Regions from separate parts of the Gossypium arboreum genome. Here region 1 is linked to region 2. Evidence: chromatin contacts called from public Hi-C data. All regions are on one chromosome and are shown on one strand. The core of a region is the stretch at or near the end of the contact, and the rest is flanking DNA. Distances in the headings are between cores, read along the strand shown.

Region 1 (5,285 bases), core at 2,167-4,666, 900 kb after region 2:
GTATAAGAAAAGAGCCTATGTGATGACTAACATGTACTCCACAAATAGATTGTAAGAGTTCCTCTTCTAAACAGAATACATAAAGAACCTTGAAGATCCTTTTTTTGATAAAACAATTAGTGGGCAAAGTGCAAAATAACATATAAAACTGTAAAACAAAAATAAAAAACTTGTTAAAACTGACAACAATTTTTTAGTTGGGACAGACTATCCATCAACTTGATGTAGACACCAGATTCCTCTTCAAGTACATTTTTCATGTCTCATACTTGCCAAGTAAGCTTTGAGAAGACAAATGGCTCAGTGCAAGTTCAACAAATTAAAGCTCCGTTAACCATTGAGGTTCAAAAGTGTTTTTCATACCAAATCATGATTTTAAGCCAAATGCAATAGTAAACAAGTACATTTTCAAACCAAACCATGTTTTTAAACTGTGATTTTAACTCAAACCAGAAAGCCAAAATTTTTAGCTTTAAGCTTTTGCAAAAGTGCTTTTGGCAGAAATTACCTTCTTATCCTCATTAAAGAAGTTCAATATATCTTCTACTTTACAACATCATCTCTAAAATAGACATTTTATCTTCTCAAAAGCACTTTTTGAGAGCAATAGTAAATGCATAAATCGGTTAAAACGGATTTAATTGATTTAACCGATTAATTTGGTTAAGTTGGTTTAGTGGTTAAATCAGTTGTAAGGTTGGTTTATTTGGTGTCAATCAGTTATTGATTATTGAATTTCACATACGAACCGACTGACTTAATATTTAATATTTTCTAATTATTTTAGATAAATTTATATTTTATAATATATAAATCAGTTAAGTCGGTTAATTATATCAATATATTCATTATTTTAAAATATACATTTTATAATTTTTTTTTTTTAAGTCAGTTAACCGAGTTAACCGACCGATGTTAAGTCAGTTCGTTAGGTCGGTTTATATAAGTAGGTCAGTTTGGTTATTATATGATGACCAGTTAAGTTTAAAAAACCAAGCAAACCAACTGAATTAATCGTTTGTACACCCCTAATGGTAAACACTGTCAATCTTTTTAAAAATATATTTCCACCTGACTTTCTAAAAGCACTGTTCAACCTCAATGGTAAACTAACCCTAAGGCATCGTCAATAAGACTCTTCACGAGTTAGACTGGTATTAGCTTAGGCTACAAAAAAACATTAATTACATTAAAAAAATTCCCCAGTAGCATTCAACAACTTGAATTTCAAATTTTGGATTTGGATTTCAAAAATTGGGCAAATTGAGTTATAACACACATACAAATGTAACACTCATAATTTTTTCTCAAATCCATGGATTTGTTGGATGCCTATTTAGTAGTGAATTTGAAATTCTTAAAAGAATTTATGAACTTCACAAATTCATGCTTTTTATACTTTCCAAATAAATATTTATCTTGAAATCCAACTAATTTATTCATAAGGAATGCATTTCCTTCTAACAATTTATATGGCAAATGAAATCCAAATCCAAATTTTCAAATTCATGTTCCAAACATCACATCAAGTATTTTCAGTTAACATTATAGCTTCATGGATAAAACATCAAGCTTTACCTACTTGGATATAAATAATTGATCATTTCAAGTCTAGACAGGAAATTAATCAAAAGAATTTATTCAACTTCATTAAGATTTAAAGATAAATAAATTGTTACCATGATCAATGATTGTTTCCATCGCAGACAACTGGTGCACTGGTTGTAAAGGAGACAATAATATTTGCAGTCCTGGTAAAAAAGATAAAAATTAAATGGCAGTGATGTTAGTCTTCCTTAATGAACTATAGTTATTGTAACCGTTATGGCAACACATGTCCTTAACTCTATTTGCATGCAACACATAATAACCACAAATTACAAGAAATTAGATAACTATAACAAAGATTTTAACATTTCCAAGGGTAACTGATTTTGACCGTTTACTCAAGAAGGATTGTACCCAAAAGCATTGCTATACAGAAGCTATAATACAAATATTTAAGGCTCATACTCTTTTCAAGAAGCATCCATGGAAAAATAAAATATAAATAAAACAAAGAAAACTAACAGGAAATCCGGAATTCACGAACATTATTTGATAATTGAAGCTCAGTTAACTTTAATGGTATTAGAACACTTATAATTTGAGCTAACCTTTTAGGATAAATAATAATATGTAATTATTCCTGACGTCCATATTATCCATAGTATATTCCTCAAAGGGCTAAGATATGAATAGCTCATCTGATATCCCTTTTTCCAAATTATTATTATTTTCTCAAGATACTGTATGGAATTAGAAAACAGGGGACTAACAAATTACTCAAAAAGCGAACCCTTCTTTACATTTTAAAATTTTCTTTTTTCCGCTTTCTTTAGTTTTGGCGAACTCGAAAGATTAAGCTAAAGGATAAACGTTATAGTGGAAAGTTTAAGTAGACATAAAGAGAGCCAATCAGCAGTAAAGCCAAAGCCTACTTAGCTTCATAAAGCATGCTGACCTTTTCTTAATTTCTATAAATAAAATTAAAAGCTAACTCGGACTAGATTTTAGTCCACTTCCCTTCCTTATCTATTATTGGCTCCGCAACCAAACAGATAAAACGAAATTAAAGAAGAAGAAAAAAGCAGAAGAGCAAGTATCCAGAAAGAGTGATACCGAAACAAGAACAAGAGAGAAAGCTGGGTAAGTAAACAAGAAGCAAAATGAACAGAGTCAAAGCAGGCATCTTCTCTCGCCGAACCAGAGTCCACAGCAACCATCGTCAGACACCAACTCGAACAACGTGCGAGTCGTCGGAGAGACACTGGAGATTCCTAAGTTTCCGATGGACCATTCGCCGCCAGCCAAACTCTCCGTTGCTCTCTCCGAGCGAAACGACACACCTCATAACTAAACCAAACAAAACTAAAACCTAAGCTGCTCCGCCGCCAAGCGCCCCTCCAAAAAAAAGGTAAAAGAAACGGAACAAAAACCCTAGGAGAGAGAAGATGAAGGGAATGAGAGTCGGCGTGATTGTAGTCGATCCATGAAATGCGGCAAAGATCTAACGCAACAATGCAGAGAAGAAAATAGGTCTTCCCTTTTCCTTTCTAGTTTGGGAGATGAGAACATGGAAAAGGGATTCTTGGGATGAGAGTAGAAAATTGAGAGAGTAAAGGGAGAACTGCGTCCGTGAGAGACACAGAGAGTGGGAGTGGGGGCTGGAAAGGTGGGGAGGTGCTTTATTACTGGAGTGTAGCCTACAGCAAAAGCAACTGCTTCATGAAATTGATGATGGCTGTCTGGTACGCGCTTCTATGCAAGCGCGTTTTCTTAACGCACCGTCGAAAACGACAAACCTGGAAGCCGTTTGTTCCCGTCACTTGAAATTTGGCAAACCGTTTTCTGTTTTGCAAACTCCCAACATATTTTGAAAATTAAAATTAGGTCAATTTCTGATTTTAAAAATAATACAAACAAACAAAATTAGAATGAGCCTTGGATCAAGAGTTTTATTTTATTAATTTAATTTAAATTTTTTAAATAAGTTGAATAAATTTTGACTTGAGTCTGTCGGAGTTAATTTTTTTTGAAATTTAAAATCCATGACATTCACTTGTTTTTTTTTAAACAAAGATTTTAAATTTTAAAATAGTAATTTTTAAGTGAATAATTATTTTTTAAAATGGGAAAGGTAATCATGGGATAAATTATGGAATAAAGCCATTTTTTTAAAAATTAAGGAAATAGGTCAGTTTTTTAAAAAATGGTGGAAATGGACTGAATTTGCTAAAACACTTTCAATTGGTGTCGCTTTTAAGGGAAAACTAGAAAAACGCTTCCAGATCAGTGCGTTTTTCCCCTCCCCAATAGTCACTTCCAACGACTATTTTAAATAGTCATTTCCCCCCTGACACTAAAAAAAGAAACTATAAATCTCTCACCTACTAATTTCTCACATTTCTCATATTTCTTTATTAAATCTCTCAAATTTTTCAATCAACTCTCAAAAAACTCTCAAAAATCTCTCAAATTCTCTCTTAAATTTTTTACTAAAATTATATTTCTATTCAAATTCTATTTTTATTCTATTTTTATTAATATTTTTAAGAAATTTTTTCGTGTTCTATATAATTTAGCAATGGTCGAGTCTCTAATCCGTCTTGATATCAAGCATATCTCCATCAATCAATTGTAAACGGTAAAAATAAATTTTAATCTTGTTTAATTTTTTTATTTCATTGTTATATTTTAACTTAACGTTTTTTATAATTTTTATGTAAATAGGTAGAAGATCGAATTTTACAATGTCATATTCGTAATCTACACGGTCCTCTATCACCGTTGATCGAACCATACTTGAGGGAAACCAGTTTTTGGCACATGGCCCTTGTAGGCTGAGAGTGTAAGTTGGACCCGAAACTCATAAGCGCATTGGTGGAAAGGTGGAGACTCGAGACACACACATTCCATTTTTCAAGCGACGAGTGTACTATCACTCTAGAGGACGTGCATTTACAATTGGGGTTACCCATGGATAAGTTGGTAGTTAATGGGTTTGTTTAGTCACTGATTGGGGAGCCATATGTTTAGATCTTTTGGGTGCAGTTCTGGAGATGATTTACGAAGGTCGAATCAAAATGGCTTGGATACAAAAAAAATTAGCGGAGCTGGTTAATGATTCGACTAAAGTACAAAGAGAACAATACGCTTAAGTGTACATCCTTCAGATCATCGAGGATATCATGATGTCGGATAAGTCATTAAATCTTGTCCATCTAAGGCGACTGCTGAAACTCGTCAATTTTAGAGGAGCGAGCTGTAACACCCCTTAACCCTAGACCATCGCCGGAACAGGGTTACGAGGCATTACAGAACATATCAGACAATTTACAATTAATTTGAAATAAATGACATACATATCTTGATTTAATCATAAAGTCCCTATAATGGACCCTCGAGATCCAAATCACACGTAATCGAATTGGGACTTGTTCAGGTACTCTAGAAATATTTCGTAATTTTTTTTTTAAAACTCAATATAACCTCTTTATAAATATTTAACCTTCCCTGCAAGTTTCAAACTGATACCAATCCAAAACAAATCTTTCATCCAACACATTTGCACACTAAATGACTTAACCACATAATCAAATTACATTCATAAAATCATATAAAATTTTACTAACTAGCTTTATTCATTTTTCTTCCCAAGTTTAATACCAAACTTACCAAATTTGTCAAACCATTTCATTTAACTTAGTACCAAAACACCAAATATCATTTATTACAACCAAAAT
Region 2 (5,207 bases), core at 940-3,439:
CAACTTGGAAATCTCAAGCATTCAGTCAGTGGGCCTTTACCTTTTCATTAATACAATGCTTATTTCTTTTAGGGAACTGGAAATCTGTTGTTCCTTTCTCAAAGAATCAGCATCTTTACTGGTTAAGAATGAAGCTTTCTGGCTGTGGATTGGAACTTATTGTAATAATTAGTACCATGAATTGAAAGAATCTTGAAACCATTGACAGAGAAATGATGGGATATAGAGAAAGGAAGCTGCTGTATCATTCAACTTGATTACTGAATTATGGTACAAACATTTTTAAATAAAATTTAAAAAAAAAAAAGGGAAAAAGCCTCATCATCCTCGGTTTACAAAATTCCCAAAGAAAATCAAAACTTGGGCCTTTGGAGAGGGCTCTGTCAGCCTGTTCTACCTCTTTTGTTTTGTTTTTGTTGGGTGAGAGTATTATACAGTATTATTAATTTTTACAGGAACAAAGCTAGTTTCCTAGCTTTTGATGAAATAAAAATATTTGGCCTGAGGATTTTGTAAGTTTAGAACTGTGAAAGTGAAATGCAGCGTCTATGGCGAGCAACAGTTCTCATTCTGAGCTGCTTAGTTTCATCTTTAAAAACCTGGGCAATATCTTGTGCAATCCTCATGGCATCAGAGGAAGCACCTGAGAGCCCTCTCCTTGTGAACCCAGCTGCATAAAGTCCAGCTTTTCCTTTCCACCCATGTGGGAATGAAGCCTTTGGGTACCCATTTTTGGTGAAGAATTCACCTTCCTGTTTCATCATGTCAACTATTTCCATTAGTTTATTTGTCAATCTTGGCTTCTTTAAAACAGTTGAATTTTAGAGCATTTTCTCACCTGAAGCCATGAGGGAACATTGCTGCGGTATCCGGTAGCCAACACAACTGAATCGATATCAAGTTTTTCGCCATTAACGAGCTCAACTTGTCCACGTGAGAAACGCTTGATTCCAGGAACCACATTAATGTCACCTGATCTAATTTTCTCCAATGCACCAATGTCCAATACAGGGGTTTTCCCTTTTGTGTTCTTGAGTTCCAAGGGACCCGTTGATGGCCTTTTAAGTCCATATTTCTCAATGTTTCCCAACATCAACCATGCCAAAATCAACATTAGCTTGTCAACAAGCCAAAGGGGTAGCCATTTCATCATCAAAACAGCCAATTCGAATGTTGATTTCCCAAAAATTTCTCTTGGCAGGACATGAACCTGTTGAAAAACAGAACAAAAAACCCATTAGAATTCAATTTTTCTTCGAAGTGTATCTGATATAAGGTAACTTTTTTTTTTTCTGATGACTTACCGAGCTGCGAACCACCATTGAAGGTGAAGCATTGTGGTTGCACAGATCAAGAGAAACTTCCATGCCAGAGTTGCCACAGCCGACAACTAGTACTTTCTGCCCCTTGAATTTTTCACCAGACTTGTAATCACAAGCATGGATAACTTCACCACCAAACTCTGACAATCCTTCAATATCGGGCAAAACACACTCGGCATTTTCACCAGTGGCCACAACAAGCGAGCGGCAAACGTATTCGAACTCAGTCTTGTTTGAACCACTTGTAACAATGGTCTTGACCCTCCAGAAACCACTGGTCTCATCATACCTAGCTGACTGCACACACTCATTGAACTTTGGGTTGATATCAAAATGCTTAGCATATGATTCAAGGTAGTCAAGGAACTGTCTCTTTGTTGGGTACTCGGGGAAATCCTCAGGGAAAGGTAGTTTAGGGAGTTGGCAGAATTGTTTGGGAAGGTGAAGCTTTAGCCTGTCGTAGGTGCGTTTCTGCCACAAAGATGCAATGCAATCGGTTCTTTCGAGGACAACAAAGGGGACCCCTTGTTCTTTCAGGCAAGCAGCAGTGGCTAGCCCTGATGGTCCGGCACCAACAATGACCGGACCATTGACCAAAGTCCATTTACGCTGAAAGAAATCTTGGTCTTGATCAACAAGGCGAAACAAATTCTCCATTGTCATACGGTGAGTTTGTCTTGAGACAAAAATGTAGAGTTGAAATTAGAGAGCTTAGAGAAAAAAAAGAAATGGTGTTTGTTTTTTTCTTTCAGAGAGAGTAAGTTGTTGTTCTTGGTTTGGAGGGAGAAGATGGGATGGGGCTGCTTAAATAAGGAAGGTCCATGTGATAACATTCAAGAATTTAATGCATTTTAAAAGGGTCCAGTTTCAAATCATAAGCCAATGGCTACCTTTTGTTATTTTATAGAATAATTTAATAGATCCTTATATACATTTACATGATACTTAAAAAATTGTTGAAGGATTATCATATTTTTTTGGAATTTTTTATTCTTTCCTTTATAATTTTTTTTGTTTATTATAAAGATGTAAATATATTTAGAAGAGAAAAAACTTGGGTTACCAATGAAAGCATGGAGTTTACATGATTTTGATGCCCAACATCAAATGTGCTTGTAGATTTCATACCAAGCTTGAGATTCCATATTATTTTATATCAATTATTGTATATGTTCCACCAACTTCATAGTAAGTGAACTTTGATAAGATCATTTTATATATCAAAAACAATATATATACATATATGATAATTGAAATACACAATCATATTCAATTAGCATAACTTCATACATCATATTGAATTTGTGCAAAAGAAAAAAAGAAAAAGGAAAGATTGCAATGTTCCTAATTTCAAACATAAAAAGAGAAAAGAGAAAAGAAAAGGAAAAGAAATTAGGTCCTATTTTATGCTGTAATATTTGAGGTAAAATCAGCTAAATTAACCAAAGATGAAGTGGAAACATCATAGGGAGAGAATTAGGAAACAATGAAAATGAAAATGACGCAACATCCTCTTATGATTCTAATGGACCCACTAGAGGGGAGTTTCTTTCATAAAAAATTTTAAAAATAAAGTAAATAAAGAAATAAATGGGAGGATAAATAAAATATTTAAAATGTATGGAAATTGGAAGCCTAAGTGGCAGAGAGTGCTGACTAGGATATAGGCGGCGATGTTCCCACGTGGATTGGATGAGTGAAGTTGATGAATAAGAAGGGGTTTAACACTGTCACGATCTTGGGGGAGGGATCCCCCACATGAGCCCCTCCATTGCCTTGGGATTGCGACTTGTAAGGCTGCTTCGACCCACAAATGCCCCTTTCTGCCGACCCTCCTCCACACCCACCTTTGCGCCATCTGTCCAACCCACTTCGACTAATTTCACACCACTTCCCAAGAAAAAAAATCTGCTCAACCCATCCACATGCCCTCTTCTTCCACTGTGTATGTTTCTAAGCTGACGATTTGCATGCTCAACTAATATTCCTAACAGACTAACAATATTTAGCCTAGTTGTAAAGTTTATTACAATTTTATGGACAGAATTTAGATTTAAATTTTGAATATGATGTTGTTGAGAAAATAATTATAAATCAATTAATTTTTTATAAATTGTAAAACGGGTATAAAAAATATTTTAATTAAATTAATATTACAACAATAAAGATATTGCTCCCAAATTATAGTCTTTCGTGCCTGGTATTGCCCTTGAACTACAACGATGGTTAGCTTTGAACCTTCATTTGGCTTTTGTGTAAATGTTTATACTTTGCCAAGAAAATTAATAACTATGGGTGTTTGTGATATTTAAAAATGTATTTGATTAATTTATATAGTACATTCTATATAGTACATATGTATCACACACCTCGAGCAATGATTAAAAAAAAAAAAAAAAGCTACGAATTTCGGTGAAATAGATGTCAGAAAGCAAACATGGTGAGAAGAGAGAATATTCTTTATGCATGGTAAAGATTGTAAAGTACTAGGATAATCTAGAGGTTCAAAGTATGAACACACAATTGTGAAACATTCAAGGTACGTGGAAGGTCGATAAACAACGTTGCTTTCGGTGAATGCTTCCGAGTTTGACACGCTCGAATGCTCATATAATTAAGAAATATTATTACTTCTTTTTTGAGATTTTTTTTTATGTTCATTTATGACAATGGTGATTAGTCGTGGAAAGCATTTTAGGGTTTTGTTTTTGTAAATTGTACTTTGGTGGAATAGGCCTGTCAAAGTACAAGTTCATGATTATTATGAAAATATTCGAGTTGGAAACTAGCAATGAGGAAGGTAGCCATAGCTAGCCTAGCCCCCCACCATAATTCCCACTTGGTGGTGTGTGATTGATGAGTGAAAATTCATGGGGGAATGGGAAACAGTAGGGGGAAGGTTTTGGCAGATTGATTGGTGAAGGACAGAAGGAAGCATGTGCATGACCATTGAGGACCTTGAGTTCCATGTTGGTCACTACTTTTTAATAAAAATAGAAGAAAATATATTGAGGGCAAAGGGTTTGCTTATGTTAATCAAGTAAAGCAAATTATTATTATAGTTTAAAATATATTAAATGCACCGGTAATGTAAATATTTTTATGTTGCTAATGAATTAGATAACACCATTTATTAAAAATTTAAAATATAAATTTATTAACAATGGAATGTAACACAAGGTTTTTTAAGCGAACTTTATGCATTTTCTTTTGGGTTTAGCTTCCACATCCCTGTCGATTGTACCTTATCATTTTATGAAGTGGATCCTATAATTCAAAAGATATATATAAATGTTTATAAAATAATTGTTAATTAATATTCATAGGAATCAATTGATATCACCCTAAAAAAAGTGGCCAGATACTTTAAGTGGGAGAAAATGAGTATAGAATCATGATCATGATCATGCCAACTTTTTGCTATGATAATCAATTTATATATAGAAAAAGAAAACCTAGAAACAAGCTTTCCAAATGCATAACATACAAGGAGATAATAGATAAAAAGGAAGAAAGTAAATCATAGGCATATCCCATGCATATGATACATGAGATATGAAAAGGATATGAATGTATTTTTGTTATCCCATATTCCCCCAATAGCAGCTTCCACTCCAACTCAAACAGCCTTGCATTGCTCCACCACCACCATTGCACCCAACGTTTAGCCTTTAAGGATGGGATTCAACGATGCCTTTTTCTTATTATAATTTGGAGCCTTTTTCATTTCATTCTTTCTTTTTAGTAGTCGGCGGTGTACATTGCTTTTGCTAGGATGGAAATTTGAAGTTAGCGCGTAGAAAATATTAAATTATAAATCTTTTTTTTCGAGATAATAAATATAAATGGCAATACCAACCTTATTTTGAAAAAATTAAAATATAA

What was found. A called contact is a pair of places that touch in the nucleus more often than the background predicts.
Region 1: a contact with region 2 is called in a Hi-C map of leaf, with 4 times the contacts expected there. The contact joins the promoter of LOC108457218 here to the promoter of LOC108483410 in region 2. A contact is called at or near these places in 3 of 5 Hi-C or Micro-C datasets (all in leaf).

What each region holds. Positions count from the first base shown.
Region 1 is chr7:62,638,466-62,643,750 of ASM2569848v2, forward strand. LOC108457218 (receptor-like serine/threonine-protein kinase ALE2) reads right to left here and starts at 3,417. Exons shown (of 9, transcript XM_017756155.2): 1 at 2,662-3,417; 2 at 1,680-1,751. The coding sequence starts at 2,731.
Region 2 is chr7:61,740,026-61,745,232 of ASM2569848v2, forward strand. It overlaps LOC108483410 (probable indole-3-pyruvate monooxygenase YUCCA8), which reads right to left and starts at 2,190. Exons shown (of 3, transcript XM_017786794.2): 1 at 1,305-2,190; 2 at 839-1,210; 3 at 228-752. The coding sequence starts at 1,985. The coding sequence ends at 519.